Regions from separate parts of the Mus musculus genome. Here all the other regions are linked to region 1. Evidence: chromatin contacts called from public HiChIP or PLAC-seq and promoter capture Hi-C data. All regions are on one chromosome and are shown on one strand. Each heading gives the region's core, a stretch centred on a gene start, on an enhancer-like site or on the middle of the called end of the contact. The rest is flanking DNA. Distances are from core to core; before and after follow the strand shown. Region 1 holds the start of Camsap1 (calmodulin regulated spectrin-associated protein 1). Region 2 holds the start of Surf4 (surfeit gene 4). Region 3 holds the start of Tubb4b (tubulin, beta 4B class IVB). Region 4 holds the start of Dipk1b (divergent protein kinase domain 1B). Region 5 holds the start of Agpat2 (1-acylglycerol-3-phosphate O-acyltransferase 2 (lysophosphatidic acid acyltransferase, beta)). Region 6 holds the start of Uap1l1 (UDP-N-acteylglucosamine pyrophosphorylase 1-like 1). Region 7 holds the start of Abca2 (ATP-binding cassette, sub-family A (ABC1), member 2).

What was found. Promoter capture Hi-C pulls out the DNA fragments that hold promoters and counts their contacts. HiChIP or PLAC-seq counts read pairs in DNA pulled down with a chosen protein or histone mark.
Region 2: a promoter capture Hi-C map of pre-B cells shows a contact between it and region 1. The contact joins the promoter of Surf4 here to the promoter of Camsap1 in region 1. A contact is called at or near these places in 2 of 39 promoter capture datasets (liver and pre-B cells) and 1 of 484 Hi-C or Micro-C datasets (embryonic stem cells).
Region 3: a contact with region 1 is called in a promoter capture Hi-C map of pre-B cells, with 2.8 times the contacts expected there. The contact joins the promoter of Tubb4b here to the promoter of Camsap1 in region 1. A contact is called at or near these places in 2 of 39 promoter capture datasets (cranial neural crest and pre-B cells) and 2 of 115 datasets of contacts at active chromatin or transcription factors (memory CD8 T cells and pancreatic cancer cells).
Region 4: a contact with region 1 is called in a promoter capture Hi-C map of liver, with 3 times the contacts expected there. The contact joins the promoter of Dipk1b here to the promoter of Camsap1 in region 1. A contact is called at or near these places in 3 of 39 promoter capture datasets (liver, neural stem cells and pre-B cells), 4 of 115 datasets of contacts at active chromatin or transcription factors (bone marrow-derived macrophages, embryonic stem cells, microglia and 1 more) and 1 of 9 other capture datasets (liver).
Region 5: a contact with region 1 is called in a promoter capture Hi-C map of neural stem cells. The contact joins the promoter of Agpat2 here to the promoter of Camsap1 in region 1. A contact is called at or near these places in 3 of 39 promoter capture datasets (liver, neural stem cells and pre-B cells) and 1 of 115 datasets of contacts at active chromatin or transcription factors (memory CD8 T cells).
Region 6: an HNF4G HiChIP or PLAC-seq map of pancreatic cancer cells shows a contact between it and region 1. The contact joins the promoter of Uap1l1 here to the promoter of Camsap1 in region 1. A contact is called at or near these places in 1 of 484 Hi-C or Micro-C datasets (CD8 T cells) and 2 of 115 datasets of contacts at active chromatin or transcription factors (microglia and pancreatic cancer cells).
Region 7: a contact with region 1 is called in a promoter capture Hi-C map of the SN4741 cell line, with 3 times the contacts expected there. The contact joins the promoter of Abca2 here to the promoter of Camsap1 in region 1. A contact is called at or near these places in 1 of 39 promoter capture datasets (the SN4741 cell line) and 2 of 115 datasets of contacts at active chromatin or transcription factors (double positive thymocytes and pancreatic cancer cells).

The regions. Positions count from the first base shown.
Region 1 is chr2:25,980,693-25,985,108 of GRCm38.p6, forward strand. Camsap1 (calmodulin regulated spectrin-associated protein 1) reads right to left here and starts at 2,590. Exons shown (of 18, transcript NM_001372499.1): 1 at 2,090-2,590. The coding sequence starts at 2,246.
Region 2 is chr2:26,931,649-26,936,064 of GRCm38.p6, forward strand. It overlaps Surf4 (surfeit gene 4), which reads right to left and starts at 1,863. Exons shown (of 6, transcript NM_011512.3): 1 at 1,627-1,863. The coding sequence starts at 1,674. It overlaps Stkld1 (serine/threonine kinase-like domain containing 1), which reads left to right and starts at 2,408. Exons shown (of 19, transcript NM_001379463.1): 1 at 2,408-2,464; 2 at 3,666-3,752. The coding sequence starts at 2,450. Gm36591 (a long non-coding RNA gene) reads right to left here and starts at 1,620. Exons shown (of 2, transcript XR_374179.1): 1 at 1-1,620.
Region 3 is chr2:25,222,046-25,226,461 of GRCm38.p6, forward strand. Tubb4b (tubulin, beta 4B class IVB) reads right to left here and starts at 2,657. Exons shown (of 4, transcript NM_146116.2): 1 at 2,489-2,657; 2 at 2,079-2,187; 3 at 1,889-1,999; 4 at 113-1,323. The coding sequence starts at 2,545. The coding sequence ends at 263. Fam166a (family with sequence similarity 166, member A) reads left to right here. Exons shown (of 7, transcript NM_026624.3): 7 at 38-236. The coding sequence ends at 126.
Region 4 is chr2:26,626,436-26,630,851 of GRCm38.p6, forward strand. It overlaps Dipk1b (divergent protein kinase domain 1B), which reads left to right and starts at 2,022. Exons shown (of 5, transcript NM_019833.3): 1 at 2,022-2,264. The coding sequence starts at 2,202.
Region 5 is chr2:26,602,380-26,606,795 of GRCm38.p6, forward strand. It overlaps Agpat2 (1-acylglycerol-3-phosphate O-acyltransferase 2 (lysophosphatidic acid acyltransferase, beta)), which reads right to left and starts at 2,038. Exons shown (of 6, transcript NM_026212.2): 1 at 1,650-2,038. The coding sequence starts at 1,831.
Region 6 is chr2:25,363,661-25,368,076 of GRCm38.p6, forward strand. Uap1l1 (UDP-N-acteylglucosamine pyrophosphorylase 1-like 1) reads right to left here and starts at 2,003. Exons shown (of 9, transcript NM_001033293.3): 1 at 1,667-2,003; 2 at 1,221-1,425; 3 at 852-1,027; 4 at 441-613; 5 at 146-339. The coding sequence starts at 1,955.
Region 7 is chr2:25,425,927-25,430,342 of GRCm38.p6, forward strand. Abca2 (ATP-binding cassette, sub-family A (ABC1), member 2) reads left to right here and starts at 2,673. Exons shown (of 49, transcript NM_001368624.1): 1 at 2,673-2,909. The coding sequence starts at 2,844. It overlaps Fut7 (fucosyltransferase 7), which reads left to right. Exons shown (of 4, transcript NM_001289453.1): 4 at 1-448.

The DNA of each region.
Region 1 (4,416 bases), core at 1,340-3,839:
ACTATGCCCAAGAATGCACCATGACAAGTGGTGGGCTAGCCTTGGCGAAATACTACCAATGGAGAAAATGCTGGGAGTTAAGATGAACCTAAGAACAACTAGAGGGTTGGAGAGATGGCCCAGTGGTTAAGAGCAGTGGCTGCTCTTCCAGAGGACCCAGGTTAAATTCCAAGCACCCATGTGGCAGCTTGCAAGTGTCTGTAACTCCTTATCCAGGGGATCTGACATCTGTCACACAGAAATACATGTAGTCAAAAAAAAAAAAAAAAACAATGCACATAAAATAAAAAATTGTGAAATATAAAAAATGAGCACACGCCTTTAATTCCAGCACTCAGGAGACAGAGGCAAATGGATCTCTGGGAGTTCAAAGTCAGACTGGTCTACATAGGAAACTCCATAGCAGATACTGTCTCATTAAAAAAAAGAAAGAAAAAAAAAAAAAAACCTGAATGCTAATAGCTTAGAGTAATGCCAAGCAAACAATAAGAAACATAAGGTGGGAGATGGGCAAAGTGTGGAGCTAGCAAAGAGAATGGCCAGTGGCCAGACACTCATTCGCTGCTCTAGGTAGGTAGCAGACACCTTTTCTCAATTGCACTTTTTTTGGGGGAGAAAGGGGGGTTCAAGACAGGGTTTCTCTGTGTTGCCTCCCGGGTGTTGGTATTAAAAGCTTGGGCAGCTACCACCCAACTTCTTCAATTGCACTTTTTTAAGTAAGGTAAAGCCCTGCACTGAATAGAAACAGTGACCAAGAATTATAACACTGAAAACTATAAAAGAATTTCTTCCTCACTGCTAGTTTTATACCACAGAAGTAAATTTAAAATAAAGCAGTTTATTTAATCCCAAGACTCACAAAACAGTTTGTTCTTATGACTAGTTGGAGGCCACTGTCACCGAGCACACCTGCTTAGCAAGTTTTCCAAAGTGGTCACCTAACCCTTTCCTGAAAGGGTTATCTCAGTAACCCAAGTCTTCAGGTAATGTTTTTGCCAGCACAAGGGTAATTTATGCTTCATTTATCATAGTTTTATGCCTAAAACAAGACACCTGCCCTGATACTAGAGCCTCCCAACCAACTCATTACCAGCACTATTTGGTCTGCAATGTTCCCAGAGCACCAAATCAGAGAATCCTAATCCTACTAAGCATATTAGGCTTCATAAACAAGGTTACCTTGCTCTTTACAACAGGAATTAACCAAAGGAGATGATGGTTTCTATACAATCTGTATTACACATAATGTATCTTTGGAGTATCCAATAACTTCTGTTCTGTTAAGTACCAAATTTCATAATATATAAACCAGATTGGCTGGAACTCTAGTTTGAGACTAAGTCTCAAACTATCCAGCCTTCTAGTCACCCTGATGCAGTAAGGAACAGCTAAGCAGTGGTTATTTAGGTAAGAGTCTTTCTTGGACTTAGAGGACCAGTCCAATTGCCAGAGAATAACACTGCACATGATAGGCACCCTCCACCCACCGAGACTCAGAGAGCATGGATGACACGCGAACACAGTCCCATGCCTGGACCGACCCTGGGCTACCTCAGCGCTCGCTCACCTGGGCCGCCGCCAGAACAGCAAGACTTGAACTGACACCACGCGAAGGCGCGCCTTGGCCCTGTCACCGGCCTCATTCTCAATCTTGGCTCTGTCTCCATTCCTTGTCCCTAGACCTTACAACCTCCTCCCGTGCGTCTCATCCCCCCAAGACCCGTCAGATCCCCTCTGGTCCCAACCTGCCCCGTCTGTCCAACGTCCGAAACTCTCTGCTCTCATCCCCCAGCATGTCAGTCCCTTTTCTGACCCCTCTGGTCTCATACCTGGTCGTTTCCGTCGGTCTCCCTCTGGTCCCATTCTGCGGCCGTCGCGTTCCCCTCTGGTCCCATCCCCCGTCGTAGTCCGACCCCAGTTCTGGTCCCATACCCCGGCTCCTATACCCGTCCGACACCTCCCGGTCGCATCCGAAACCAGTGCGTTCCCCGTCGGCTCCCCTCTAGTACCATCCTGGAACCGGATTCATTCCCCGTCCGTCTCCCTGTAATCCCATCCCCCGACCCCGGACCCCGCCGCGCCCGCCCACCTAGGCCATAGGCCTTCGCACAGATCCACTGCAGGTTGGCGGCGATCTTGGCCCGCGCCGCGTCGTAGCGGTCCAGCGGCACCAGGTCGGCGCCCTCCGGGGGCGCCTCCATCCTCCTCCAGCCTTCGGCGGCACAGCGACCGCCCGCGTCCACCATCTGCAGACAAAGGCCGCGGCAGCCCGGCCGCAACAAAGACGCCGCCGCCCTCCCGCGCCGCCCGCCCGGGCGCACGGCCCTTACTTCACGGCCGCCGCCGCCACCCAGGCTGCTGCATGCTGCGGGCGCCGAGCCGAGGCCGAGAAGGCGCCGAGCGGGCCGGGCAGGCGGCGGCGGGCAAGCGCCGGCCGAGGAAGGCGCGGGGCAGGCGCGGGGCAAGCGCGGTGCGAGCACGGGCCGGGGGCGGTGGCGGAGGCGCGTGCGCGGCCCAGGAGAAGCGGCAGCTGAGGCGGCGGCCAACGGGTGGGAGCTAACGCGCCGCCGCCGCGTCACGCAGGCGCACTTACCGCCCCCCGCAGCCCCACCTTTCTCCGCAAGCGCAGTAGGCACCGCCCGTAACACCGCCCGCTCGCCCCGCCCTCCTCCTGAAGGCTCCGTACCTGTCCCCTTCTTCAGATGCTCTGGGTACACCCTCAGCCCCGCCCCCAGCCCTGGTCCTGCAGAGTAGGCACGCCCCTCTAACCTAGCCCAGTCCGTGTCCTTAGTAGCTATGGACACACCCTCGGCCCCGCCTCTACTTCGTCCTCAAGGCTGCATACACGCTAGTCCATCCGGCCCCTCCCCGCCCACCCCCCGGCACAGTGGACACGCCCCTGTCCGGATCCCGCGCAGGCGCAGTATTCTCTTCTGAGGGCTAGCCTGTTTCCTAGCAACTTGAGAGACTAATCTCTGGCCTTGATTGAGCCTCAGTCCTGTGTGCAGAGACGTTCGCCTCTACCTCTGGCAAGGCCAGCTCTCTGAGAACTGAGCGCCCTTAGAGTCTGCACCGGTGCTGCATCTGTGGACTGAGATGCCAAGACGTCTCCGCCCGGACTGGCAGAAAGTGGGCGTCGCAGAGTGTGTGCGGCTCGAGAACTGCGCCTGAGATTAGCCCAGAGAAACAATCCCCGCAGCTCTCGGGAGTCCGGAGCAACCGCGAGCTCCGCCTCCTCCTCCTCCTCGGTGGGCACTATCAGATCTCTCAACCAGTTTTGGCATCTAAGGGAAATGGATGCCAGCCTAGGACCATCGTCGCGTGTGACCTGCATTTTAGTGCTTGAAAGGAGCAATAGTATATTTTTGAAAACTGGGTGCGGAAGGAGAAAGATGTCACTGAAGAGCGGACTGTGTGCGCACCAGCCCCTGGGAAGGCTCAGGAACCCTCCGGCCCGGGCGTGGGTGACCTTACTAACCATCATCTGCAAACTTCAAGGTGTTTAACTTCTGTCATTGCCAGAGCCGCCCTATGTATGAAGAAGGCAGTGTGTAGAGTGGATGTTGTACAGGTAGCTGTCCCTCAAGTCCAAGTGCATGTATGATGTAGTCAGAAAGAGCCGCGGATGAGCCTGGGCATGGTATCCCATGATTGTAATCCCTGCAGTGGGGAGACTGGAGGCAGGAGGATCTAGATGAAATTCAAGGCCGGCTTCAGCTACTGGAGATGAGACCCTGTCTCAAAAAACAAAACAAACAAAAAATGGATAGTGGCCTCATGTGGCAAGTATCTTGAACCCAGCACTTGGGAGGCAGAGGCAAGTGCATCTCAGTGACTTCAGAGCCACCCTGTTTCTAATCGAGTTCCAGGTCAGCCAAAACCACATAGTGAGACCCTGTTTAAAATAAAATGAAATAAAAATTGGTTAGGGCTGGGTACCCATGGAGAGACCGAAGAGAATGACATTTGGGCAGAAAGGAGTAAAAAGTGAGCCTAGTGTCTGTCCGAGGAGCAGTAGACTGGGCTGCTATGGTAGGCTGATCTAAACCCCGGTGTGTAAAACCAGCAAGGCTCAGACTTGGGGCCAAAGGTGGTGGGACAGCAGAACTTGGCCGGACTGGGATGGGGCCGGGGGGGGGGGGGTGGAATGCCAGGTAGGTAACAGGACAAACCTGAGAATATAGGAGAGAGAAGAAAGGGGGCCAGGGATGGTGGTCTGATGTTCTGGCTTTGTATTCTGCAGCTCTGAGGAATCCATTTGCTAGTTGAATGGTTTCAGACATGTTATCTGTGGGTAAAGAGCATTCTTACCTCCTTCCTGCCTTGTCTAGAGCCCCAGTGCCCTGTGGAATAGCAGGGGAAAGCAGACCCCTTGTCTTGTGATCTGGTGGAAGCATCCAGTTTGCACTGACTGTG
Region 2 (4,416 bases), core at 613-3,112, 950 kb after region 1:
TAGAACGTTGGACTATCAGCACCTTCCTCATTGACAAATTTGTTTTCAAGGGTGCAGATGAATATCCAACACAAAAGCTCCCAGGACTGGTCACACTGAGGCCACTGGAAGGCTCCCTGATGCCTGACACTGGATCAGAAGAGCAGGAGTCACATCTCAGAAGCTCCTGTGGTATCCTCTGCTAACTTCCAGGTGGACTCTGAGGCTAATCCCTTAAGAAGGAACCTTCATTGGGAATTTTGGTTTTAAGCAGCAGGCCATCTACAGTACGGGCATCTTTCCACTGATGTGTAGCTGAAATCTAACTCCAGACCTGAGATGCCCTGGACACCAAGCAGTAGGAGACCCAGGGTTTCCTCCTGGGTGGTGGACACTGGCAAGTCCAGGAGCCCAAGCCAGTTACTTAGTGGGAGTGGCTACTGTATTCCCCACAAAAGCCTGTCCAGTCCCAAGATTTGGCTTCTTTCATTTAAATCAAAACAAAGTACATGGAGGACTTCATAAAAGATGAACTCTTTCTCCAGTTGAAATCTATCATTAGATAGTTGGCAGCTTCTTGGAGATAATTCATCTGATCTGGGTTGTGAAATCCACTTGCAAAATGGTGGGTTTTCCAGCTGAAGATCCTGAGGTGAGCCGCTCACAAACTTGGCTATGAAGCCATCTTCTTAGAGAGCTGCTACTCAGGAAGATAAAACTGGGTCACTGAGAATTATGTCAACGAAACCCATCACAAGAGGAAGACCTTGGTCCATACAATTTTAAAATTATGTATTTAATGCAAAATCGTGGCATTAGAAACTTTTCCAAAAGGGGTAGAAATGCCTTTAAAAAGATCAGCTCACAGGAAAATGGTTCAACAGAACTGAAGGTGAACATGGGGAGGTGACACCCCTCAAAAGGAGGGGTAGAGAAGCTCATTTGAAGATGGTCACACACACCCAACCTTCGAGTACTCTAGGCCAAAAAATGCCTCCTCGTATCACCGACAGCCACGAACACACTAAGTGAACCAAAACTGGCTGGCGGGTGGGCCCCGGCACCATTCAGCCTCCAGGGCTAGTTCAGGTTATATTATGACTTCGCAGATCTAACGGGACAATTTCAGAAGTCAAAGCCTCACACTCACACAACTCCCACCCCATCCGTCGAACTTAATTGTAAAAAGTGGTGCCACCTGCGCCTCTCTCCGGCTCTAACCCTGCCCAGCTAGTCGCTCGGGCCCAGACTCATCCCAGGCCTTCCCTGCGGTTCACAAGCCACCTGTACACTTGGGAAGGCGAGCCAAGGGGCAGGCTCCTCTCCTTCGGCAGCGTGGACCCAGATCGGGCAACCGGAGCAGAGTCCACGCAAAGAAGGAAGGGCCAGGACGGTCCTGGACAAGGGCGGAGGGGCCACGCAGCGGGGCGCACAGAGTACCCCCTTCCCCAGAGGTCCCCAAGGAGCCGCCGCGGTTCAGAGGGCAGAGGGCACAGAGCAGCACCGCGGGCCCCGGGAGCCTCCCTGGCCGCCACCCCCAACCCCCCGCCCAGCCTCCCCTCGGATTTCTCCGTAGAGCTAGGCAGGACGGCGAGGACGGGCGTCCGTGGGGCCGTGACGGCCAGCGGGCTGTGGGGCAGGCCGCACCTGGTCGGCGAAGTCCTCGGCCGTGCCCATCAGGTCGTTCTGTCCCATGGCGGCGGCGGAAGGCTCAGCTGGCAGGTCCTGGGCGCTCGCGCCTGCTGCGGCCTCCACAGGAAGTACCCGGCGGCCGGCCTCGCTGAGCCGCGGCTGCTCTAGCGGCTGCCACGTAGGCCAAGCCTTAAAGGGACCGCGCCTCCCGCCGCGCCCCGCCCCGCCTGCCGCGCGCCCTCACGCTCCAGGCCCCGCCCGCCACGCTCGAGGAGCCTGGCGCCGGCGCACCGCCCTTCACGAACAGGCCCCGCCTCCGCCGCGCGCCCTTCACAGGTAGACCCCGCCCCCACACCCCAGGCCCCGCCCCTCCAGCCCCTACGGACCACCCCTAGCCCTTCAGCCTCTAGAACCCGAAGCGCTGACCACTTTCCACCCTCACCAAGCAGCAGGTCCCGCCCACCGTGCTGGTAGACTTCCTGCCACCTGTGTCTCCCGCCCGTAGTACTTGCGGCCCCGCCTGCCGCGTCGTCAGTCTCTGCCCCGCCCTCCACCCTACCCAACACACCGGGGCCCTGCCCTTCGTCCGAAACACGGCTCCCTATTCTCTGTGGCTTCTTTAAGGGGCATAGTACGAGTATGCCATGTACGAGCCAAAGTGCTAAGCAGACACGCCCCGGGTTGAGGGTTATGGAAGGCAGGTGGAGGGGCTGAGGAGGTGGGGTGGGCACACGGAGCAGTCACTACCGAGCATGCTCAAACGAGGGTTCGACTACCGGCCTGGCTCGAGGGCTTTGCCCGGTAGTAGGACAGTGAGGCAGTGTCTCCACGAGATACCATGGAAAAATATCAGGTGCTGAGATGCCCCCACAACCAAGGTCCAGTGTCCTTGGGCAGCGGGACAGGTCCGAGGGCCACACAGCCAGGCCCAGCCTCCATCACAGGGTGACCCTATGATCCCCGCATGTTTCCTCCTCCGAGTTCTCCTCCTTTGAGTCCTCCCAGGGCCTCAGTTTCCCTCTAAAATGATGACCAACCCCCAAGTCTGACCACTGGTTGGAGAATGGTGCACGTGCCCTTCCCCTTCCCTCCATGTATGGGGTCTTTAAAGGCAGAACCTGAGTGGTTGTTTTTTTAATCGCTTTTTTCCTCACATGTCAGCCTCATTAATTGTTAGACTCGGCTTATAAAAGCTTCAGTTTCGCTCATTTTCTTTTCCTCTTTTCCAGTATTCTTTGAGAGAAGGCTTACATGCGTTAGCCAAGCAAATGCACTTCTGATGGCCAGAAATGTTTAGAGAAAAACAAAAAACAAACCACTGCTCACTACCTGGGCTGAGCTCCAACGGACACCCTGTATTCCCTGTATGCTAATTATCCTTCCCGTACTGCCTACATATCTTGTCCCCTACCCCACGCTGACAGTGGCCTCTGTACTCAGGCCTCAGCCACCTTCTACCTGACAGCACTGATCTTGTAGAGTTCTGGCTTACAGACCAGTTCTGAAGGTGTGGCTTCAAAGATGAGCTCTGGCTCAGACCCCAGTCCCACAGCCACAGGCAAGGACCTTGCTCCTAGGCCCCAGTATCTATCTCTCAAGTGAATTGTAGGCAGCACCAGTGCAGGTTACAGAGGATGGCTGGGAAGCACTTCCTTCAGTACTGTGCCCTAGACGAAGCTATGACTGCACCAGTTACACAAATCACAGGCCTTGTTTGGATGTTCATTTTGGCGAAGGGTACTAGATGGGGTATCACTAGGGTTAAGAGCCACTTCTGCCCCCAGCCCCACCCCCCAACTGTCTCTTACCTATAAGGCTGCCCCTGTAGGCTTGGGGAAGGCCATAGGCTATAAAATAAGAGTTCCAGAATGGGCTTCGAGGGAAATTGTATTGGCCCCACCCTGGAAGGCTTCTCAATCCATCACCTAAGGCCATTTCCTCTACAACAAAATTGAGAGAAGAAGCCATACTTGGGGGTGGAGTGTGGAACCATCACATGTAGGAAGTAGAGAATAATGTGACGTTCTCAAAGTCTCTCTCTTCCTTGAGGATAGCTATTGCAAATGCTGAATCCTGGAGCCTTAGGGGTGAACCTGGTGGTGGAAGAACTGGAAACTGAAACCAAGTTCTTGATAAAGCAGGTAAGGTGCAGAGCCCCTTGCTCCCAAGTTACAGAGGTCTCTCAGACTCCAGAAATCCCCAGACAAGCCCCGTTGAGGCAAGTTGTAGCCTGAGACTTCTGGAGTTCTCTCTTATTCCTCTCACTCTGGTGCTAACCACACACTAACCACAATGCTCACCCACATGCCTGCGGTCATCTCACTGAACCCATCAACCCTGCCAACCCAGAACAAAAACCCCAATCTCACAGCCAAAGATGGTGAGACTCAGGAGTCCCATCCTCACCCAGGTTGCAGTTTCCCAAAGGACTGGAATTTAATAAGGGGTACAAGTCTCTTCTTTCTTTCTTTCTTTCTTTCTTCCTTCCTTTCTTTCTTTCTTTCTTTCTTCCTTTCTTTCTTTCTTTCTTTTTTTTTTTTTTTTTTTTTTTTTTTTGGTTTTTCGAGAGACAGGGTTTCTCTGTATAGCCCTAGCTGTCCTGGAACTCACTCTGTAGACCAGGCTGGCCTCAAACTCAGAAATCCTCCTGCCTCTGCCTCCCTGTACCACCACTGCCCGGCAAGGTGTACAAGTCTTACCAAACAGGAAAGGGGCAGAGAGGGTCCCAGAGGCTGAGCACCAGGCACACAACTAGCACAGCTGGGGTGGGTGCAGGCCCACAAGAGTACCCTAGAAAGGAGTACT
Region 3 (4,416 bases), core at 1,407-3,906, 760 kb before region 1:
ACCGCAGGTACTCAGCTTAAGCCTTTCTTCCTTGCAGCCATGCAGGACAACTATGCACTGACATTCGGTAACAGCACCCGAAGAGCCTATCAGAAGGAATTGGACAGGCGAAGCCACACACTATGAATTGCTTTAATGGTGGTATCTGTACAAGTGATGTCAGGACACAGGACAGCAAATGCACAGTGGACATGGCTAGCAGACAGGCTGTGAATGAATAAAGAGTTCACACTGCTCCCATGCTTTAGTGACTAAGACAGCTCTAAGCCACCTCCTCCTCAGCCTCCTCCTCAAACTCTCCCTCTTCCTCAGCTGTAGCGTCCTGGTACTGCTGGTACTCGGACACCAGGTCGTTCATGTTGCTCTCAGCCTCAGTGAACTCCATCTCATCCATGCCTTCACCCGTGTACCAGTGTAGGAAGGCCTTGCGTCGGAACATGGCTGTGAACTGCTCTGAGATGCGTTTGAACAGCTCCTGAATAGCGGTGCTGTTGCCAATGAAGGTGGCCGACATTTTCAGGCCCCGAGGTGGAATGTCACAGACAGCTGTCTTCACATTGTTGGGGATCCACTCAACAAAGTAGCTGCTGTTCTTGTTTTGGACATTAAGCATCTGTTCGTCCACCTCCTTCATAGACATGCGGCCCCTGAACACGGCAGCCACAGTCAAGTAGCGCCCATGTCTTGGATCACAGGCAGCCATCATGTTCTTGGCATCAAACATCTGCTGGGTGAGCTCAGGAACTGTCAGGGCACGGTACTGCTGGCTGCCCCGGCTGGTCAAGGGGGCAAAGCCAGGCATGAAGAAGTGCAGGCGAGGGAAGGGCACCATATTTACAGCCAGTTTCCGCAGGTCAGCATTTAGCTGGCCAGGGAATCGCAGGCAAGTGGTTACCCCACTCATGGTGGCGGACACTAGATGGTTCAGGTCACCGTAAGTGGGTGTGGTCAGCTTTAGGGTTCTGAAGCAGATGTCATAAAGTGCTTCATTATCAATACAATAGGTCTCATCTGTGTTTTCAACCAGCTGGTGGACTGAAAGGGTGGCATTGTAGGGCTCAACCACTGTGTCCGACACCTTGGGGGAAGGTACCACACTGAAGGTGTTCATGATTCTGTCTGGGTACTCCTCCCGGATCTTGCTGATAAGGAGGGTACCCATCCCAGACCCAGTCCCCCCACCCAGGGAGTGGGTCAGCTGGAAGCCCTGCAGGCAGTCACAGCTCTCAGCTTCCTTTCTCACAACGTCCAACACCGAGTCAACCAGCTCTGCACCTTCTGTGTAGTGCCCCTTGGCCCAGTTGTTCCCAGCCCCACTCTGACCTGTAAGAGAAAACAGTAGGTCACACTAAGTATGTGCCCAAGGGGCCAAATGACATGAGGTGACACTGAATAAAGTGTACAGACCCAAAACAATCTGCCATGTTAAAAAAAAGGGGAGAGGGGGTGCTGTGCATAATGGCACAAGCTTTTAATCCCAGCACTTGGTAGGCAGGTAGTTCTGAGTTTAAGGTCAGCCTGGTCTACAGTTAAAGAGGCCAGGCAGGGATACATAGATTGGGGATGGGGGGTGGGGGAGACCAGACGGAGATGTACAGAACACACTAGAGCTAAGACAGTAAATACTTCCAAAGGCACCCCTGCCAATGTTCAAGGAGAGTACAGGGCCCCTGCCACTAGGTCAGGTCTTCTCATACTCTCTACTAGCAACTAATCTACCCGCAGTCAGTTGGACCTTCCTCCTAAAGCTGCTTTCGGCCAAGGGATTGAGTGACTCAGAGGGCAAGAAAGTGTACACCTGGTGGCTATTAAGGAAGAACTTTAGGTCAGCCCCTTGACCTTTGAGCCTCATGGGTAGCAAGCCCGTCCACACCTCCACCACACTCACCAAAGACGAAGTTATCAGGTCTGAAGATCTGCCCGAAGGGCCCTGAACGCACCGAGTCCATGGTGCCGGGCTCCAAGTCCACGAGCACGGCGCGGGGCACATACTTGCCACCTGGTTGGGACAGGGGGACGTCAAGTGTGCTCAAACTGGAAGGGTGGTGAGGAGGATGGATGGGGTAGAGGAGCCTTACCGGTGGCTTCGTTGTAGTACACGTTGATGCGCTCCAGCTGGAGGTCGCTATCTCCGTGGTAAGTGCCAGTGGGATCAATGCCATGCTCGTCGCTGATTACCTCCCAGAACTGCAAGGGAGTCGGGCGTTAGCTGAGTCACGCCGGCCGGCCGGTGCGCTCCAAGGCAGCCCCGCCCCGGATGGGTGCGGCAGGCCCTCCCCCTCCCTCCAGTCTCAGGAGCGCCAGGGCGACGAATCCCTAAGGGCCGCGCACCGTCCGCCCCACCGACACCAGCCACCGGCGCTACGTCTCGGCCCAGCGTACGCCGGTATCCAGGACGCAATGAAGGGCGACGCTCCGGGCCGCTTCCGCCATCTTCCCCGGCTGGCTGTCCCAGTGGCGTCTGGCTCGCAGAAACCTAGCCTCCTACCTTGGCGCCAATCTGGTTGCCGCACTGCCCAGCCTGCAGGTGCACGATCTCCCTCATGGCGGCGGCGACTGCGGAACAGCTGTAGAAGAGGAGCACTTCGGGAGGAGCAGGCGCACAGAGTGCTACAACCGACGCTCTGCCAACATTTATATACCTCTTATGACCCGCCCTCGTCAGCACAGGATTGGGCTTTCAGAACGAGGCCACGAATTATCCTTGTCTGATTGGCTACATTTCCGTCAATCGAGCGGTCTGGGGCCCGCCTTCCCAACAATATACTCTCATTATTGGTCACGCTTGCCTACGGCTCCCCCTATCACAATCCCCGCCCTGGCGCCGCAGTGCTCAATCCATTGGGTGTTTCAAATGATTGATTTGCACTTCCATTGGCTGCCTCCTGGGAGCACTCCGAGAGCCTGACACTATTGGCTGCGCTGTTTTGGCGTCCTGGTAACCGCCGCAGTGCAGCGCGCGGGTGGGACGTGGAAAGCCAGCTTCCGGCTGAAAGGGAGGGGGCGACTTTTCAGAGCTTTGTGGGCTCGGGCGGCTTGGTAGGTCTGGCAGCTGCTGCGGGGAGAGAAAGGAGACGCGGGCAGGCATTGTCGATCCGGAACACACCTTGCAAGCCTCAAGCTGAGGCGAATTGAAACGCTAACAATAATAGGCTCTGGATGAGGCGCCGGGCCCTTCCGGGACGCACTGGGCAGGCGCGGGGTCCTCTGTCTCTATCTGTCTCTCTCTCTCTCCCCCCTCCCCTCTCCCCCCCCCCCTTCTCTCTTCCCCTCCCCACCCCACCCCTGGGAGGGCCATCCCTCCGCCCCTTCGGCCTCCCTAGATGTTGTGGAAACTTGCTGGCCAAGAGCCGGTTTCCTTGGAGCCTGAGTTCCAAGTGCGCACAGAGCTGCATGGAGACTACAGGGCTGGGCATGCCTGGCCATGACTGTTAGAGGGAAAAACAAACAAACAAACGTGTGCAAGTCCCTGTCCTGTAATGGAGAGCAATACATGTACATATTTCTTTTTTTTTTTTTCAGGGTCAGGTCCAAAGCACCCCTACCCCCAAAATGGTAGTGCTGACATTGTCCTAAACAGGACTTGACCAGGTAAACAAGCTTAAAAGTTTCTGTTTACCAGAAGAGCAGGTCTCTTAAAGTGATTTCTGTTCACCTTAACTTTAACCTTCCCTCCCAAGTCAGCTACCTCTCGAAGGCAAGTAGTTCTGAAACAATCCTTTTTCTCCATTTGCTCCCCCCACCTTGGCATTTTGATCCCCAATATCTTTCTGCCCACAAAATGGTCTAGTTGGTAATTTCTCTACGCCATTGCTTATGAGACAGAGTCGTCTGGCCTGTAACCTGGAATTCTGCCTTAGCCTCCAGAATGCAAGGACTACAGTTCTTAGTCTTCATGTCTGATGTGTAACTTTTTAAAGGAATATTATACAATGGGTCTGTCTCAGTCTAGCCACTTCTGGCTTTTGGAATGAACTACCTTCAAAACTAAGGGTGTTAGGCAATCCCTGTTGGTTGTGGTATCCAAGTACCTACCAACCATGTCACAGGAAAAAACCCCACCAGGACAAGCAGAGTCCTGTATCCTGAGCAGTGGCATTCTGTCGCTATATACAAAATGCAGTCCTGCCGGGCAGTGGTGGCGCATGCCTTTAATCCCAGCACTCGGAGGCAGAAGCAGGTGGATTTCTGAGTTTGGGACCAACCTCGTCTACAGAGTGAGTTCCAGGACAGCCAGGGCTACACAGAGAAACCCTGTCTCAAAAAAACAAAAACAAAAACAAAAACAAAAAAAAAAAAACCGCAGTCCTAGTGTTCATATTTACTATACTGACCAGGATCTCCAGAAAGATCTGACTGTCTTGTCCTTTCCCAGAAGGGTAGATCAGGAAGGGGGGGCTGAGTTCTGTGACCACA
Region 4 (4,416 bases), core at 772-3,271, 650 kb after region 1:
CTGTAACTCCAGTTCCTGAGTGTGGCATACACACACACACACACACACACACACACACACACACACACACAAACACATACACATTGATGTGCATACAAATAAATAAATCTTTAAAAAAAACCTTAAAAACAAAAATAAAACAAAATCTTATAAAAAGTAAAGTGGAGAGAGTAAAAACCTGACAGACCTTTGGCTTCCACACACACACATATATGCATACACACACAAACATGTATACACACATGTGTTATAGACCTTACAGATGGCCATTGTACTCCCAGAAGACCAGACTGAAAAATAAAAATAATTACTCATTCCGCAAGTCCGTGACACCAAGCTTCATGTTTTCTCTTATGAAAAGATTTGATTATTTGTGTGTGTGTGTGTGTGTGTGTGTGTGTGTGTGTGTCGGGGAGGGGAGGGGAGTCATGCGTGGGGAATGGAGGTGCATCATGTGTGCACATGGAAGGCAGAGGTGGGTGCTGGGTGCTTTCTTCGATCACTGTCCACCTTTTCCTTTGAGGCAGGGTCTCTTCCTGAACCTCAGGCTGCTTTCTCAGCTAGGCTGTGAACCAGCAAGTCCTAGCAACCATCCTACAACGGCTCCACTCAACCTGTAACCTGGGTTACAGGTGTGCGCAGGATGCTCGATCTGCTACATGGATGCTGAAATTTGAATTTCAATCTTTATGTTTTCACAATAAGTGCTTTCAGCTGCTGAGTCATTTTTTTCAGCCTTCCCGTCACCACACTTAAACTACATTGTTTATCTGACCTGCAAAATCAAGATTGAAGACATAATAAAATAGTCAAACTGCTTAAGCAGCTCGTTTATAATTGGTGCGATAATGAAACAATCCCATGTTTCCCTTCTTTTTTCTCCTTCCTTCTTTTCTCCCTCCCTCCTTCCCTCCCTCTCTCCTTTCTTTCCTTTCTTCTTTCCTCTCTTCCTCCCTCCTTCCATCCCTTTCTTCCAGCCTCTCTCCCTTCCTTCCTTCTTTCCTTCCTTGAGGCAGGGTCTCCCTTTGGGCTTCTGGCTAGTCTGGAATTTGAAACATAGGCCAGGCTGGTCTTTCTGCTTCTGCTTCTTGGTTTCTGGGACACAGACTTGATGCTATTTTCCATTTGTTTTGTGACCTGCTCCTGGCTCTAGTTCTCTTCAGCCTTTCTAGCTTATAAATCCAAACCCTTCAGCTGGGCTCATGGGACTCTCGCTCCACTTTTATGAAGAGAAGGTTGGCCTGGTTCACTAATTGCGAAGCAATTAACATCCTTAAACTAAAGCTGTCTTTTATCATTTTGCAAGGCATATATATATGGACAGCACTGGGGCACAGGGGAAGGCGTATTCCCTGGGAATGCATATGACATCGCTATAGAACCCCTAAGAAAGGTGTGGGTGAGGATTGAGGGCAGCTGATGCGCATGGTGGACGGTGCATTCTGGCCATTGTCTGCTAAGTTCAATAAGCCTCTAACTAAGGTCAGCTGCTGCTTTCCTAATCACCCTAAATGGGAGTCACAGGAGAGGGGCGTGTCTGTCCATGGGCAGAAATCAGAAGAAACTGGTTCTCAGGAGTAGTTGCTGACCGCGTGGGCTGTGGGTCCTTCCCTATGCCCCGGTGCAACAAGGGCTGAAGACTCTCGGTGCCAGAGGTGGTGGCCTCAGGACTGACTAGCCTCACCTGCATACTGGGGAGGGATGGGGGCAGATCCATCAACGTCTTTTACCCTTGAAAAGGTGGAAGAAATGCGCAAGCGCAGGCGGGGACCTTACAGGTCCTCAGCGCCAGCCTGCCCCGGTGTTTCATGCTCACACAGGGTTGCCGTAGCGGGTCCCGGAGCTCTCGGGAGGTTGGGGGTGGGGGGGTGGGGGGTGGCGTAGGTCCCCAGCGGGAGAGCTAGACTAGCCGCGGGGCCGCGCGCCAGTCCTCCCACGCGCGTGCACGCCCCTTCCGTTTGTCTCCACACGCGCGCGCACGCCCCTCTGTCCATCTTCCCGCGCGTGCACGCCCCTCCTCCAGGCCGTCTCCCCGCGCGTGCGTCGCGGTCCTTGCTCAGAAAGGCACGCGCCTTGCCTTTAACGCGAGCCGAGGACGAGCGGCCCGCATGGAGAGCGAGCGGCGGCCGCTGCGGGCCTGGCCGGGCTGGGGCTGAGGCCGAGCCAGCCGCGGGGTTCCGCAGCCGGGGCCGGAGCCCATCATGCGGCGGCTGCGGCGCTTGGTGCACCTAGTGCTCCTCTGCCCCTTCTCCAAGGGCCTGCAGGTAAGCCGCAGCCGGCCAGGTGCTACCACACGGGGAGGGGCAGGGCGTGGGATGGCGAGGGTCGATGGGTGCACGCGGGTGCACCGGAGTCCTTTCTAACCTTCGCAACTTAAAAAAAAAATTCTGGAATAGCAAACTTGGCCAGCCCCTGGCCAGTTCTTGAGACAGCTGGAAACAGGGGCTGTGGTGACCTTGGGCCAGTGGAGGGCCAGCTCCTGTCTGCAGAAGAGGCCCCTCCCCTCATGCTTTGAGGTGATGGAGTCAGGCCTCTGGGCTCCAGCCGCTGGTTGCCACGGTCCTTAGAGCCTACAGGAAGGAGCCAGCCCTCACCAGTCTAGCCAAGGTCTCTCTGAAGGGCCGTCCTGAGGATGCTGGAGGATGCCTTTGTCCTGGGGCCTGGCCTCCCTTAGACTGTTTTACATAAAGGATGAGGACTGAAGCCTGTTGGATGCAGAGCTCTTCCAGGCCCAGATGCCCTTGTCTGCCCTCTTCCAGAGGCAGTAGCTTGTGCTGTGATCCATGCTCAGGCCTAGGTTGGGTTCGTGACCTGAGGTGTATGGGGGACCCTTCTTGTGCCAGGAGATGGGGTGTACCCATACCCCTAGCCCTGAAGCTAGGCCCTGACTCAGCAATGTGTGGACCCAGGAGTGGCAGGAGAGGGGTTTGGGCCAGTTCCCAGTGGGGCTGGTTCAGAGAGAGCCACTGGCTGAGCCCTTCCTGCCCCAAGCCTCAGTTTCCTGCGTGGGAAACACTAGGGCACCTGCCACCTGGCCCGGGTTTCCTGGGCAGGGAGTTTGCTGTGCAGTTACTATCCCTGTAATGACCTTCCCACCTTCCATGTGACTTTTCTGGAGCTGGACTGTTCAGCCTCGAAAATTATGGGCCCAGGGCTTGCCAACTTGTTCCCCACTGAGTGGCAGAAATCTGTGCGAGCTTTTGAGTACCACTGTGGTGAGTCCCGCCCCGGGGTGAGCAAAGACTCAGGGATCCTGGAGAAGAGCTGCGTCAGACAGAGGCCAGGTAAACCATCAAAGCTTAGCCAAGGTAGTCTAGGGGAGCCACCTGTGCCAAGGTGGCTTGGGAGGGCCTGCCTGGAGTGGTCTCTGACCTGCAGGTTTCTAGCGGCTTCTAGTTCTACATCACTTGGGCCAGCCTGGGCCAGCCGCTGTCCTGGCCCTGGCCCTGGCCCTTTGCTCTAGGTGTGGCTGAGTCCTTTGATCTGGCCTCACAGCCAGTGTCCCTGCAATTTCTCAGTCTTCCTGTTTTAATTTTGGACAAATCTGAAAGAAACAGCTGAGTGCCAGAGCCATGAGTGTCCCAGGAGAAGTCCCCAGAGCCATGCCCCGGAATAGGGACCATCTCCTAGAACTTTCTGGAAGAATGTTCTAGAAGAAGGGCTAAGCATCATTCCTGTGGTAGAGGTTCCTTATGTTCTGGCTCGGAGGCAACTAGGGTAAACTTGAGCTCAGCATGACTCCCAAATCCAAAAGTGGGGTGCTAGCTGGTTTCATTCTCAGACTTTCTGGCCGCGGGTAGACAGGAGGCCACAGGAAATTCTTGACATCAGTAGAGTCCCCCCTGTAGGGTTGCCGTGTTGGTTATTCAGGCCACTTAAGAGGCCGGGAAAGCTTTTCCTGTGATGGACTTCCTTTGTAAACTTTGTAAACCCTCAAGGTAGGAAAGTGGCCAGGTGCCTGCCTAAGGAGTCCTCCCTGTCATAACTGATTTCAGCCTCTGTCACAAAGGTCATGTTCATCCCCTCAACAGGACCCTCCCTATATTATGGTAATTTTAGGTGAAAAGTGTGAACAAAAACTTGCAATGCCAGAACAAGAAAGCTCACCAATTAACCCCTGAGCTCCCAAGCTCAGGCCCTGAAATCCCACCACTCCTCACCCTGGAAATCTTCATTCTAGAAAGCTTCCTGCCCCCTCCAAGAACCACTATATAAGATAAGCATTATGCTTTGTCCAATTCCCGGCTATCTGCTCTCTCCCGGGAGCATGGCAGCCACTCCTGGATTTGTCCCTCTTCTCCCTGGACTCTCCAATAAATCTTTTCTTTTATAAGATTTACTGCCTGGTGTGGGCTCTCTCATTGGAAGACGACAAGAAGCAATAAAGAGAGGAGAGGAAGAGAAGGAGTGGGGCTG
Region 5 (4,416 bases), core at 788-3,287, 620 kb after region 1:
GGGTCAAATGCCCTTTCACAGGGGTAGAATATCAGATAACTTGCATATCAGATAGTTATGATTCATAAAAGTAGCAAAATTACAGTGATGAAAATAATTTTATGGTTGGGGGGGTCACCACAATATGAAGAACTGTTTAAAGGGTCATACAGCATTAGGTTGAAAGTCTCTGCCTTAGAGTGACTGTATGCAGCACCCTTGGAAAGCATCACTATAGCTGAGCCGGCACCAAGGGAATTTATTATAGAATTTATTATACACTGGCCCTCTGGGGTTCGGTTCCCAGAGCACCCTGTCCTGGCTGGGGGGATCTTGATCCCTTGCCTCCTTCTTTCCAAACTCTCCCAGTCCGCAAACCTTTCTGTCAAATTGCTTTTCTGAACCTCAGTCCCATCTGTTGCCCAGGCAGAGTAGCATCTGCAACCCAAGCTTGGCTGGCCTAGGCCAGGGAGGCACGAGATGGGGATGAGTCCATATGTGGACTGAGCAAGCCTCCACCTCCTAGCTAGTCAATCCCTTTCTTTTCCACTCACCCCTCTCTACGGTCATCCCTGGAGGATGTCATGCTTGCAATACTCCAAGGGCCCTGCTGTTCCTATCTCAACTCATCGCCTTATGAGGATTTAAGACAGGAACCCTAAGACAGGGTGGGGAGGTGGGGAGCAGGCCTCCCCACCCTGTTCTATGCACCGTGAAAAGTGCATAGCTAGGGCACCCTTGTCTTCTGTGCAAGGGTCTCCTCTGCATGTCTGCTCCCTGGGACACTGGATAGTCACTATAAGCACCTGAGAAATGAGGGCTGGGACCCACAAAATATGGCTGGTCAGGACAGCATCCTAACCCCAAAGACGACCAGATACAGCCGAGAGTCAGGAAACCATCATTCACAGTCCTTGTAACTACCGCGGGGGAGGAGGGGCTTCAGGGGCACAAGGTCCGAAACACCCAGGCAAGGCCAAGGCCAGGACATTGCAAAACCCACCCTCTCAGCAGTCCAAATGGGGCAGAAAGAAATGTAGCAACAGTCTCCTGGGAGTGTGGACAGGGAGAAAGGACTAGAGGCTTTTTCTCTCGGGCAGCCCCCATTGCAGGACAACCTAGCCTGATCTCCATACCTGTACCTTTTGCTTGTCCACTAAGCTTCCCTGCTCTGGGAGATGGGCAGAGGAGGATTCTGGCCACAGCCTCCTTCCTTTATTGCTAGCAAGCCAGGTCCAAAGACAGTTCGGCCCCCACCCCCCAGAAGAGGAAGTTAATGACAAGGAGAACCTGTGGCTACAACCTGGGCACAGGTGTCTTCTAACCGGCAGAGAGGTGGAAGCACGGACCGGAAGCCTGGCTAGGCTTCGGTTTCCCTGCTGGTGAAAGTGGGATTGGGCCTGTCCCACCTTCGCTCGGCCCCCTCCCTCTCCCAAAGCTAGCGGCGCGCGCAAACCCGACACTCCACGCTGCGCGCAGGGGGCGCCGCAGGGCCGAGCCCTACAAGCGGCGCACATCGTGACACGCGCCCCTGGGACGGGAAGCCGCGTCGTCGGAGGCTCCGGACCGTGGGGACGGCGGGGCGGGCGGGGCAGGAAGGAAAGAACGCGAGGAGCTCAGAAGTTAGGAAAGCGGAAGCGCGCGCCCATCCCGGCGTCCGGCCCCCTTGCCTCATGTTATCCACGGTGCGGCCGCCGTGGCGCAGCAGGCAGACGATCGAGGCCGCGGCGGAGAAGGACAGGCAGAGCACGCAGTAGAGACCGACCTTGGCGTAGAACCTGGCTGTGCGGCTCAGCTGCACAAGCAGCAACAGCAGCAGCAGCGCCGCCGTCAGCCATGGCCACGGGTCCATGGCGGCCGCACCCCAGCCCCGACGGCGCCGCCGCCCTCCACCCGCCGCCCGCGCCCCTTTTGAGGAGCGCCGAGGGTAGAGGGCGGGCCAGGCTGGAAGCCCAGAGCTAGGTGCGGCCGTCCCGCCCTGTTCCCGCCCCTCCGGGCCTGGCCCTGCCGGGGGGCATCGCGCCCCGCTCCGCCCCGCCGCGTCCTGGACGCGGACCCCGCCTCCCTCGGCCCTTCGGGTGTCACCCTCTCCGCCCCGCCCCTCCCTGCCACCCTGCCCCTTGCGGCAGGACATTGAGGTTCCCTCACTCGTCCCGCGGCTCCCATCTCTGAGCTGCCGGGTGGCCTGGGCTCTGGCGTTGCCTCCCACGCCCCTGCACCGGGGCTTGCGGCCACAAGTCCCCAGCCTGGCACCGCAGCTCCCTAAGGGTGTGCAACCGACCTAAGACGTGCCCATTATGCCAGTCTTGTCACCACACAAAGGACCATTGACCGGCTACTGAGTGACCAATGGTTACCTGACTAGGCCACCTGGCTGGTGGCCTGGGCCCTTTAGGTTCCCTTGAGCAGGGAGACTGAAGCCCTATTCCCATGATGCAACGAGCTGGGGGAGGCAGAAGGAGTAGTGAGAGTTTTGGAGTGGGGGTGTCTCTGGGGTAATGTGGCACCGGGGACCTTCTGATGCCCGGCCAGCAGTGTGGATCAGGCGATTGTGTTCCCATGCGCACTGTGTTCTAACCGCCAGCCTGTAGTTGGTGCTCACTGGGACACTTGTAGTAAGAAGCCTTGGGCTTGCAGGCCAGCCATATACATCCTTCCTGATCATGTTCTCAGAGCAGATGTCAGTGACAAAATGCATCTAGCTTCTTTTTTGGTGAGGTTGGTCTGCACCTAGGTGTGGAACTCAGCGATGGCTGTAGATATTAATGTGCCCACAGGCTCCCCTATATCCAGGCATTCTGAGAGAATCTCTGGTTTTCTCAGATCCGGAGAGATGATAATTTTAATATCTACCTATATAACTGTGCTTAGCTTTTTTTTTTTTTTTTAGACTTATTTTATGTATGCGAGTACACTGTAGCTATAGGTTGTGAGCCTTCATGTGGTTGTTGGGAATTGAATTTTTAGGACCCCTGCTCGCTCCGGTTAGCCCACTCAACTCTGGTCAACTCTGCTCCCTCAATCCCTGCTTGTACACCAGAAGACGGTGTCAGATCTCATTACCGGTGGTTGTGAGCCACCATGTGGTTATTGGGGCTTGAACTCAGGACCTTCGGAAAAGCAGTCAATGCTCTTACCGGCTGAGCCATTTCGCCAGCCCTGTGCTTAGCTTTTAAAGCAGGGCCAAAGCTGTGCCAGGGTGGGTAAGGAACCACCAGGAGTCACTCCAGCTTCAGGCTTCTGTGCTCATGAGGTTGCAGGCAGGGTGAGCTGCAGGGTTTCAGCTTCTCTGGTAGAAGACCCAGATATGCTTGGAGAGAAGGGGGGGGGGGAGAGGGGTGCTACGGGGCTGCTAGGATCCCAGCTGAGATCTCCAAGGCATCAGGTCCTCACAGCTCTGCAGCCCCCTCAGGAATGTATGCTGAGTCCTTCCTGCCTTTTAATTCTAACCAACCTGGTGTCCTTTTTATTTATTCATTTAGCGTATTGGTTTATGTTTTTAAGGTTTTTTGTTTGGTTTGGTTTGGTTTGTTTTTTTGGGGGGTGGGTTGTTTTTGTTTTTTTGAGACAGGGTTTCTCTGTGTAGCCCTGGCTGTCCGGGAACCTACTCTGTAGACCAGGCTGGCCTCGAACTCAGAAATCCACCTGCCTCTGCCTCCCAAGTTCTGGAATTAAAGGCGTGTGCCACCACGCCCGGCCGTCTTTAAGTTTTAAAGGTTTATTTTATGTGTGTGAAGTGTTTTATGTGCATGTATGTATGCATACCATGTGCATGCCTGGTGCCTGAGGAAGTCAGGAGACAGTGCTGGCAACTGAAACTGGGTCCTCTACAAGAGCAGCAAGTGCTCTTACCCACTGAGCCATCTCTCCAGCTCCTGTTGGGTTTTTGAACCCACCTTCAAACTGCTTACCTAGCCGGGGATGACCTTGGGCTTCTAAATCTCCGGCTCCCACCTCTCAAAGGAGGTTGCCACCATGCCAGGTTGAGGGTGATGGGGGTCACACCCAGGCCTTTGAGCAGTCATGCACTCTAGGCAAGCAGGTTATCAATTGAACTGCATGTGATCCCAACACAGACCACGACTTACTATTTTAAGGCAAGGTCTCACTATGTTGGCAGCTGGTCTTCTCCATACCTTGATGTGGGCTCCACGTTCTTCTTGGTATTTCATTCTTCCCTTGGGAGGGTCTCCGTTGGGATTGTTGGGATTTGTTACCCTCTCCTTCTTCCCCCTGTACTGTTCTGCCCTCGCATATGTAACAGTTCTCAGTAGATTCCTCACAAGAGCTAAGGTAACCCCATTTTACTGATGTGTAGATGAGGTAAGATACCAGCCAGGGAGTGACGGAGGAGGAGGAGGCTGGCCCCACAGACCAGCCAGGGTTTGGAGACTACCCTGCCCTTCTGGGCCCAAGGGAAGTGGTGGCAGCTTGAAG
Region 6 (4,416 bases), core at 753-3,252, 620 kb before region 1:
TGTTTACAGTAACACAGGAATTCTCTCCACCCAAGCCCTTGCCACTCCCAGCAGTGGCCTGGCTCAGGCTAGGGCAGCTCCAGCTACTGTGGCATTCTTGGATTCAGCTTAGTCTGGGATATCACAGCCACCTGTTGTCACATACCTGGTAACCACATCCAGGAAGCCTCTGGTGAAGAAATGGTTGCAGATGTTGCCTGCGTTGTAGAGCAAGCCTCCATCAGCCCCGAGCTGCCCAGCAATCTCAGGGCTGATCTCGCTGTATTCCACCACCTGGGGGACACCATCCACCTGGCACACCACACCCACTGGCTCCTCAGGGTATGCTTTCTCCACCACCTGCAGCCACCGGGCATAGACTTAGAGGGCCGGAAGTAGGAGGGACGGGATTTAGCAAGAGCAGAGCCAAGTGCCAAGGAAAATGAAAGCCTGGGACTCACCTTAGCACCACAGTCTGCTCCCTGAAGCACACAGAAGCCAATGAAGACTGGGTCAGCCAGCCGCACCAAGATGTTGTCTACGCAGTACACATGCACAAACTCCACACCCCGCTGCTTCATGTCCTCCAGGATCTGGTGGTCAGCCAGTGCACAGTACAAACCCCCGTTGCCATCTATAAAGGAGAAAGGAGTAGGATACCCATGGACTGTGGCCTGATCTCCTGCTCAGTTTAGTAAGTGCTGCAGGTGCACAAACCAAGAGCCTGTGACTCCAGACTGGCCAGAGCCACATGCCCAGGGCCACATAGCCTGCCTGAGTACATCTTACCTGGGAGTCAGGCCTCCTGATCCACAGCTGTACTCTGTGGCCCAGGTGGGGCAACCTGTTCCTATCCAAGGTGTGGGCCATACCTGGGGCCATGGCAACTTTGTCTTTCCGTTCCAGGATGGCCTTGCCCTCAAAGGTCACAGCAGGTAGCATGCGCTGCTCGAACAGCACTACGTTAGTGGGGTCCAGGTGGAAGAAGTCATGCTCCTTGAAGAACTTGATTGTGGGTCCCAGGGTAAACTCACTGGTCATGATGTACCTGTAAATGTCCTAGCAGTGAGCTGCTTCCAGGGGAGTCCAGCTCAATCTGGCAAGTCTAGAAGGGGTTCAGTAATGGCAAGTACTGGGCTCTGTCTAGGGCCGTGCTAAGATTGGGTCTAAGGTCTTGGTGTGGGGTAGGCCTGGGTCAATTTAGGGGTGGTCTTTTTGGGAGGCTGGCATGGAGGACACACCAGGGCACAGTGCAGTGGGTCCCCTGTCGCTGGTCAGCCAACTGTTGGACACGCCGGATCCGCTCTGCTTGCAGTTGATACAGGGTCTTCTGGCTGGGCAGCCCAACTTGATACATGCCCTTTGGGTATGTGACGCCCAGGCGAGTGCCCTGCCCACCCGCCAGCAGCAGGACAGCTACCTTGTTCAGAGAAATCTGTCGGAAACCTGGAGGAGAGGTGCATCGTGAGATAAGGCCTCTTTCACTTTGGAGAACCACAAGTGAGCACGACTTCGGGGGTTACTAGGCACAGGAGGAAGAAGTTGCAAGGCAAATAACTCTCCGCTGCACTTCCCGAGTCCGTGTCCTCCACTCCGCCCCCACTACCCCCACCGCCCATAGGCTCTAACTCTTCCGGCCTCAACGGGCCGGACCTGCCCAACCCCAGCCTGGCACGGCGCTGCCTACCTTCCTCTTCCCACCGCAGGCGTGTCTCTTGGTCACAGCGGATCGCGCTGCCCACGCGTTCTGGGGGCAGGGGCTGCAGGCGCGCAGCCAGGTCCGGCAGAGGACCCGGAGCTAGCGCGCCCGCAGCTGCGGCGCGCTGGCAGTGCTCACGCAGCGCGTCGGCCTCCAATGAGGCGAGCTCCGCTAGCAGTGCGGCTCGGGCTTCCGGAGCCAGGTCGGCATAGAAGCGCAGGAGATGGTCCTGGCCCGCACGCTGCAGCTGTGCGCGTACATCCCTCTCCGAGTCCATACTGCAACTGCAGCGGCCGCCTCAGCCTGTACTCGTGACTTTCTGACCAATGTCACGAGACCAGGCCGGGGGCTGAGATCCCAGGGGGGCGGGCCCAGGGTGCGGCACCTCCACCCAGGACCCCGCCCCTTTTTCCTCTTGGGCTGCTGTTCTGTCTTCTTTGGCTTCTCCCATCTTTAACCCTTTTAATACAGTTTCCCCTGCGCGTTTCCGGACTTGAATCCTAGGATCTGGCCTCCCAGCATTCAAGGTGTACGGTCCAGAGCAGGCCTTCCTAGTACCCCAAGGTCTAGTCATTTCTCTCCTAAGTAATTCCCACCACGTGAATAAAACTGTTCTGTCTGGGCTGGTGAGATGGCTCAGTGGGTAAGAGCACCTGACTGCTCTTCCGAAGGTCCAGAGTTCAAATCCCAGCAACCACATGGTGGCTCACAACCATCCGTAACGAGATCTGATTCCCTCTTCTGGAGTGTCTGAAGACAGCTACAGTGTACTTACATATAAATAAATAAATAAATCTTTAAAAAAAAAAAAAAAAAAAAAAACTGTTCTGTCCTTGCCCCGGGGAAGAAAGAAGTCTGAGGTATCTGCACTGGGCTGACCAGACATAACCCAGCCTCCTCCCTGTCCACAGCCAGAAGGGTTGTCTGCAGCAGACTTGTTGCAGAGCCATTGTTTGTGGCATGAATTCCGGAGTAATGGCACTTACGCTTTGAAGTAGCCTTAGCGTAACTTAGTCCCAAGACATACCTGACAAACCAGGAAGTCTCGAATGGCTGAGAATTGCTTAGATGATGGTTCCTTCAGACAACCCCTAGATCAGATAAAAAAGGTTTTGGTGTGTGGAAATTGACTTGCTAAAAGTGCCTTTTGTGAAACTGGGAAAAGTTACTTCTGGAAAAAGTGCTTCTGGGAAGCAGCTAGCCTCCAATCCCCGATAGGCTGATGACTGTCATGTGTCAGTGTCTCTCTTTCTTCTGACTAATCCTCTGAGCAACCCAGAAGCAAGACAGCGGCCTGGGAGCCTCTCTCCTTAGAAGCTGAGCCTGAGAGGAGTCGGCTTGACCCTGTAAGCATTCACCTAGAACCCCCACTGCTAGCCTGGGGGCAGCAGGCAGACCCAGGCTAGCTTCAACCTGCACCCACCTCCCCTCACCTGCCTACCTTTAGGAACTCAGTTGTTCCAGACTGGCTCTGCATCCCCTTACTGCTTTAGTTTGCTTTTTCATAAAACCTCTTGTTTCTTTTTGTTGTTGTTGTTTTGTGTGTGTTGTTTTTTATTTTTGAGATGAGATTTCTCTGTGTAGTCCTGGCTGTCCTGAAACTCATTCTGTAGACCAGATGGGCCTCAAACTCAGAGATCTGCCTGCCTCTGCCTCCTAGTGTTGGGATTAAAGGTGAGCACCATCATCACCTGGTATAGATAAAACCTCTTGTAAAAAGTATAAAAGCAGGGCTAGAAAGACGGTTTAGTGGTTAAGAGCACTGCCTACCCTTCCTCACAACCATCTGTAATGGGATTCAATGTCCTCTTCTGGTGTGTCTGAAGTGTATTTACACATAAAATAAGTAAGTCTTAAAAAAATTTACGCCGGGCGTGGTGGCGCACGCCTTTAATCCCAGCACTCGGGAGGCAGAGGCAGGAGGATTTCTGAGTTCGAGGCCAGCCTGGTCTACAAAGTGAGTTCCAGGACAGCCAGAGCTAGACAGAGAAACCCTGTCTCGAAAAACCAAAAAAAAAAAAAAAAAAATTTACAAAAGCCATTTCTAAAAGTTTGAAGGTAAAGTGTATGGTGGCAAAGGTCTTTAATCCCGGCACTAGGGAGGCATAGGCAAGTGGATCTTTGAGTTGCAGGACAGCCAGGGCTCCACAGAGAAACCCTGTCTCAAATCATCACCACCAACAAACAGGAAAACAGGAAAAAAAGTTCAAGGGTGAGGCTGGAGAGTTAGGGTGCGATCATCATAGGAACTCTTGCGCTCTGCAGCCACGTGATGGCTCTCAACCATCCATAGCTCCAGCTCCAGGAGAGTCTGACACGCTCTTCTCAATCTCCCCAGGGATGAGTGTGATGTGTAGATACTCATACATGGAAAACAGGTGCATAAATCTGAAGGGAAAACAAAGTTTAAATGGTGCTTTAAGATCCAAACTAAAGGGCTGGTGAGATGGCTCAGTCGGGTAAGAGCACCCGACTGCTCTTCCGAAGGTCAGGAGTTCAAATCCCAGCAACCACATGGTGGCTCACAACCATCCGTAATGAGATCTGACTCCCTCTTCTGTCTGGAGTGTCTGAGGACAGCTACAGTGTACTTTAAATAAATAAATCTTAAAAAAAGAAGAAGAAGCTCACAACCATCTTTAAGGAGATCAGACTCCCTCTTCTGGAGTGTCTGAGGACAGCTACAGTGTACTTTAAATAAATAAATAAATCTTTAAAAAAAAAAAAAGATCCAAACT
Region 7 (4,416 bases), core at 1,423-3,922, 550 kb before region 1:
TGGGTGGGAGACTGATGTTGAAACCAAAGAGCTGGGCATCCAGGCTTTTGGTCACCATGGCACTACCCCAAGGCTTTTCCTGTTCAGTGAGCAGGAATTCAGGATATAAGGAGAAAACTGGGCTGAGATGCCCTGGTGGGCTTTAGAGTAGGGGCCCAGGATAAGAGACAATGAATTAATGAGGAGCATATGGGGAAGGTGGCTGAGGGTCCCTGACTTACCTTGACCCATGGCTGAAGGCTCCATGCCCATGGCTGGAGCTGGGACCCTACACTTCTATAGTCAAGGTGCTTAGCCTCAAGGTTGCAGATGCACCCTCTAGTACTCTGGGTGCAGACTGTACACTGGGCGCAGGGGGTTGTGGAAGGACAGTGCAGATGATTCTGGGCTTTTGACACCACAGTTCCCCCAGGGAAAGAGGCACTACTAATAAAAACACTGACAGAAATCTCCTGGTCAAGTCTGTTAGGCAGCAGAGCTCACCAGCCAGCTTCCTCTGCTCAATTCCCTCCGGCAGCCATTATTGGGTTTCTCGTTTCTGTCTGAGAGCCTTGCTTGAGTGGTACCTTACCAGGAACTCAAAGCCCACGGCAGGTACAGACCTGAGAACTGAGGTCAGACACAGCTGTGGCTGAGGTGCCACATGTCATAGGTCTCAGTGGGAGGTGTGTCCTGTGTGATGGGGTGTGATGTATCCGTTAGGGCTTTCACTGAAGAGCCTGCTGCAGGTGCCCACTGTGTTGGACTGGGTGGGCCAGGAGGAGATGAGAGGTGAGGCTATGAGTGTATGACAGATTGAGCTCCTGGGATGGGCTGGGGCTTGGGTTTGTCCGGGGATGGGGTGGCAGTACAGGCAGGAAGCTGCCCTCCCCCTGTGGTTTGTGGGAAAGGCCTAACCATGGCTTCCTGCCCTAATCTAGCCTCATGGGCTAACTGGAGAGAAGGAGCCTGAGCCTGGGGCTGGGTGGAGTCTCGTGTCCTCTCCCACCAGCCCAGGAGAGGAGCTGGGAAGTGTCAGGAAGCTTTAGCCCTCGATGACGGTTTGCATTCACTTTAAGAGCAAACTGCATGTCCCAGGCTGAATACCACACAGCCTCCCCCTCCTATTCATAGGCCGGGGAAACCCAAACTGGCCTGCAGTCTTCAGACACAGTCCTCAGGACCACAGCTAGTGGCTCTCTGCTGCCCCCTGCCTGCCATATTGGAGAAAATAGTCCTGTGACAGTATCAATAGGCCCACATTCAAACACTTCTAAGGACCCACCAAAGGCCAGGCTCTAAGAGCAGAAAGATGCTAGGCTTACATGAATATGGAGTAGGTGGGGAGGTGGGTGGTGTTGGGGTAGCAAGTAAACCTCTTATATAAGGGACAACCTGTCTTCTCAGTCACCCCTGCTTTCCAGCCCCTTTTGTGCAGTCTGGCTAGAGCAGGGAGGCCTGATCTGGTAGTCACAATGGATGACTGTGGTAAATTTTCACAGTTGTGATGTCTCAGCATCATTTTGAATATAAACCTAACTTTCTCAGGTCAGAATTAGGGCTCTCTGACCTGTAGCAGTTTCCGGTTATGCACACCCAGCCCTTCACGTGGTGTGTCTAGCTCTTCATACCTGGTAAGCATTTCTGCTGCCCTGCCCGCTGGGCATCTGCCTCACCTGCATGGAAATCGCAGGTGGACTGCAGTGACCCCAGGCATATGCACCTTACGTGTTCTAAATTCAGTTAAAACTATGTAAGAAATGTGTTTGGATGATACCCTGGACCTCAAAACAGCTGTCTCCACCTGCAGAGAGAGAGAGAGAGAGAGAGAGAGAGAGAGAGAGAGAGTATTTTGGACAGGGTCTCATGTTGCGCAGGCTAGCTTTGAATTCTCTATATAACCAAGGATGACCTTGAATACTTCATCCCTTCTGCCTCTGCCTTTTTGATGCTGGGATTACACGTGCGTGGTTGCTCTCTATTATTTATTTTATTGAGATATGGTCTCTCTATGTAGACCAGTGTGGACTTGAACTCACAAAGATCTGCTTTTCTCTGCCTCCCTGAGCTGAGCGCTGGGTTAAAGGTAAATCTGCCATGACCTGCTGTTGCTCTGCATTTTGATAATCTAGGTAAACGCCATTTCATCAGCAGGTGGTGGCTCGTCTATGAGGAACACAGAATGCTTTTGTGAAGGTGGTCGAACTACCGCAGTCCCTCTCATCAGGCTCCTCTTTAAAATATCTAAGTCACATCGTGTTGTTGCACCTCAAGCCGCGATGGGATTCTCCTAACGGACCAATGTCTCTCCTCTAAATGAGTGACTGACCCTGCTTCCTGTCTCTACAAGTGAGGAGGGTCAATCTAATGGTGACCAAGCCTCCTTCAGTTTTCCAAACAGGACAGTAAACACCTTGGGTACCCCTCTGCGTAAATCTCTCAATTGGAGACTCATATTTGGAATCTCCTGGGAGAAGCATAGGGTACCTGCGTTCTCCCTAGACCTCGGAAAGGTGCGAGCCGGGATCTTGGTTTAGATGGGGGCTGTGAGGGATCTTGGAAACACTGCATTATGGGTCCAGTGAGCAGCGAGGCCTAGTGCTGTGCGCAGGTGCAGGCGGGCGCGGGCGCCCCCTGGCGGCTACCCGGGCGCAGAGACGCCTTTAAGTGGGGGCGACGGGCGCGGGCGCGACGAGTCTCTGTAGCTGCGGCCGCCGGGGCGGAGCCTGCGAGCAGCAGGTCCTGGACTCTCGAGCGCCCCGCCCCCGCGCGGGCGATGCCGAGCGGCGCGGCCGGCAGCGGGGCCCGGCGGGGCGCGCAGAGGACAGGGCCGCGGCGCTGAAGCGGCGGAGCGCGGCCCGGCCATGGGCTTCCTGCACCAGCTGCAGCTGCTGCTCTGGAAGAACGTGACGCTGAAGCGCCGGAGCCCGGTGAGCGAGCCGCGCCCGCCCTTAGGGGCTCGCAGGCCGCGCGCCCAATTTGCCGGTGCGCTCTCCGCGTGCACGTGCAGTGTCCAGGCGCGCGCAGACCCCGGGAGGGCGCCACCGGAGACCCTGTTCGGGGCCGGACGATTCCGCGGGCTTCCGGGCCTCCGGCAGTGGGTTCGGCTGTGCCCTGGTCCGCTGACACTCGCAGCGCACGGCTGAGTCACGGGCCGGCGCCCTCCGCAGCGCTTTCTGGCAGGCTGGGGTGGGGGCAGGTGGTCCCTGGACTTCAGCTAGAGCTAGGTGCAGGTTCCTGGTCCAGAGCGCTAGCTGGGACACACCATTCAGCTTAGGGACTCAGAGCCCTGGTCCCATCATCTCTGGGGCCCCCATAGGAACCTGTCTTTTCATTCCCTTTACTGGTACTCTGCCCTTGGGCAAGCACCTTAGGCTGAAGCTGGTACCAAACAGCCTTCGCCGCCGCTGCTACCGCCCTCCTCCTCTTCCTCCTCCTCCTCCTCTTCCTCCACCACTACCACCACCACCACCACCACCACCTTCTCCTCCCTTCATCTCCTTTCCTAACCCATCCTGGCAAGTCACAACCCTTACTCCTGCTTTCTCATCCCTGGGAATGTCCTTGTTGTGTGGACTCAACCTGTTAAATCCCAGCACCCTTTGGGGCCAGTTTCTCCTGAGGCTGCTCCTCTGATTTCTCCTGCCTTGGGCCTCTCTTGGGGCTGGGTTCTGCTGAGCTTCTTAGTACCTGTCTAGGCCAGGCAGGGTATAAAGAGTGTTGGGGTACGAGTCCTGTGTGAGGAGCAGGATGCCAGGCACGGATGGCGTTTGCAGTGTTGGTTTTCATCCCAGTCCCTGGAAGAGCAAGGGCATCCAGAGAGTCCTGGGCCAGCAAGAGTGTCCGAGGGCCCTTGGGATTTTCCAGGATGGAGACAAGAGAGTGCAGGACCTAAAAGAAGGGCCTTAACCAGCTCATACCCAGGGACCCCTTGGGCAGCAACACTCCACCTATGTTCTTTGAGTACTTTAGATTCATAATAAGAAACTCTGGTCTGTAGGCAGGGTGGGTAGCAGTCATCACCACAGCCTGGCAGAATTCCCGTGGGCACCTGGCCCTGGCTGATTGCCAGGACTGGGTACATTCTCTGTTCTGGTTGGCTGGTGTGGGGTCTGAAGGGGCAGCCCTGTGACTATAGCTTTTGAGTCCCTGGGAAGAAGGGACACAGAGTGTATGTAGGCATGCCTTAGTGCTAGCTAGCCCAAAGTTGCTTATCAGGAACACCCCTCAGGGCTTGGGAATAGAGGCCACAACATAGTTCCTGCCACAGCAAGTTGGGAGAAGAGTCCAGCTGTGTGACAGTCAGTTGGAGGTGCCCGTTGCCTTTTCCCTAGGACTGACCCCTGCCTGTTATGTGGATCTGTTGGGTTTTCCTGAATTCGCATGCTTCAACATTCCCAGAGACCAATTAGACCACAGAGGAGATCCATAACCTAT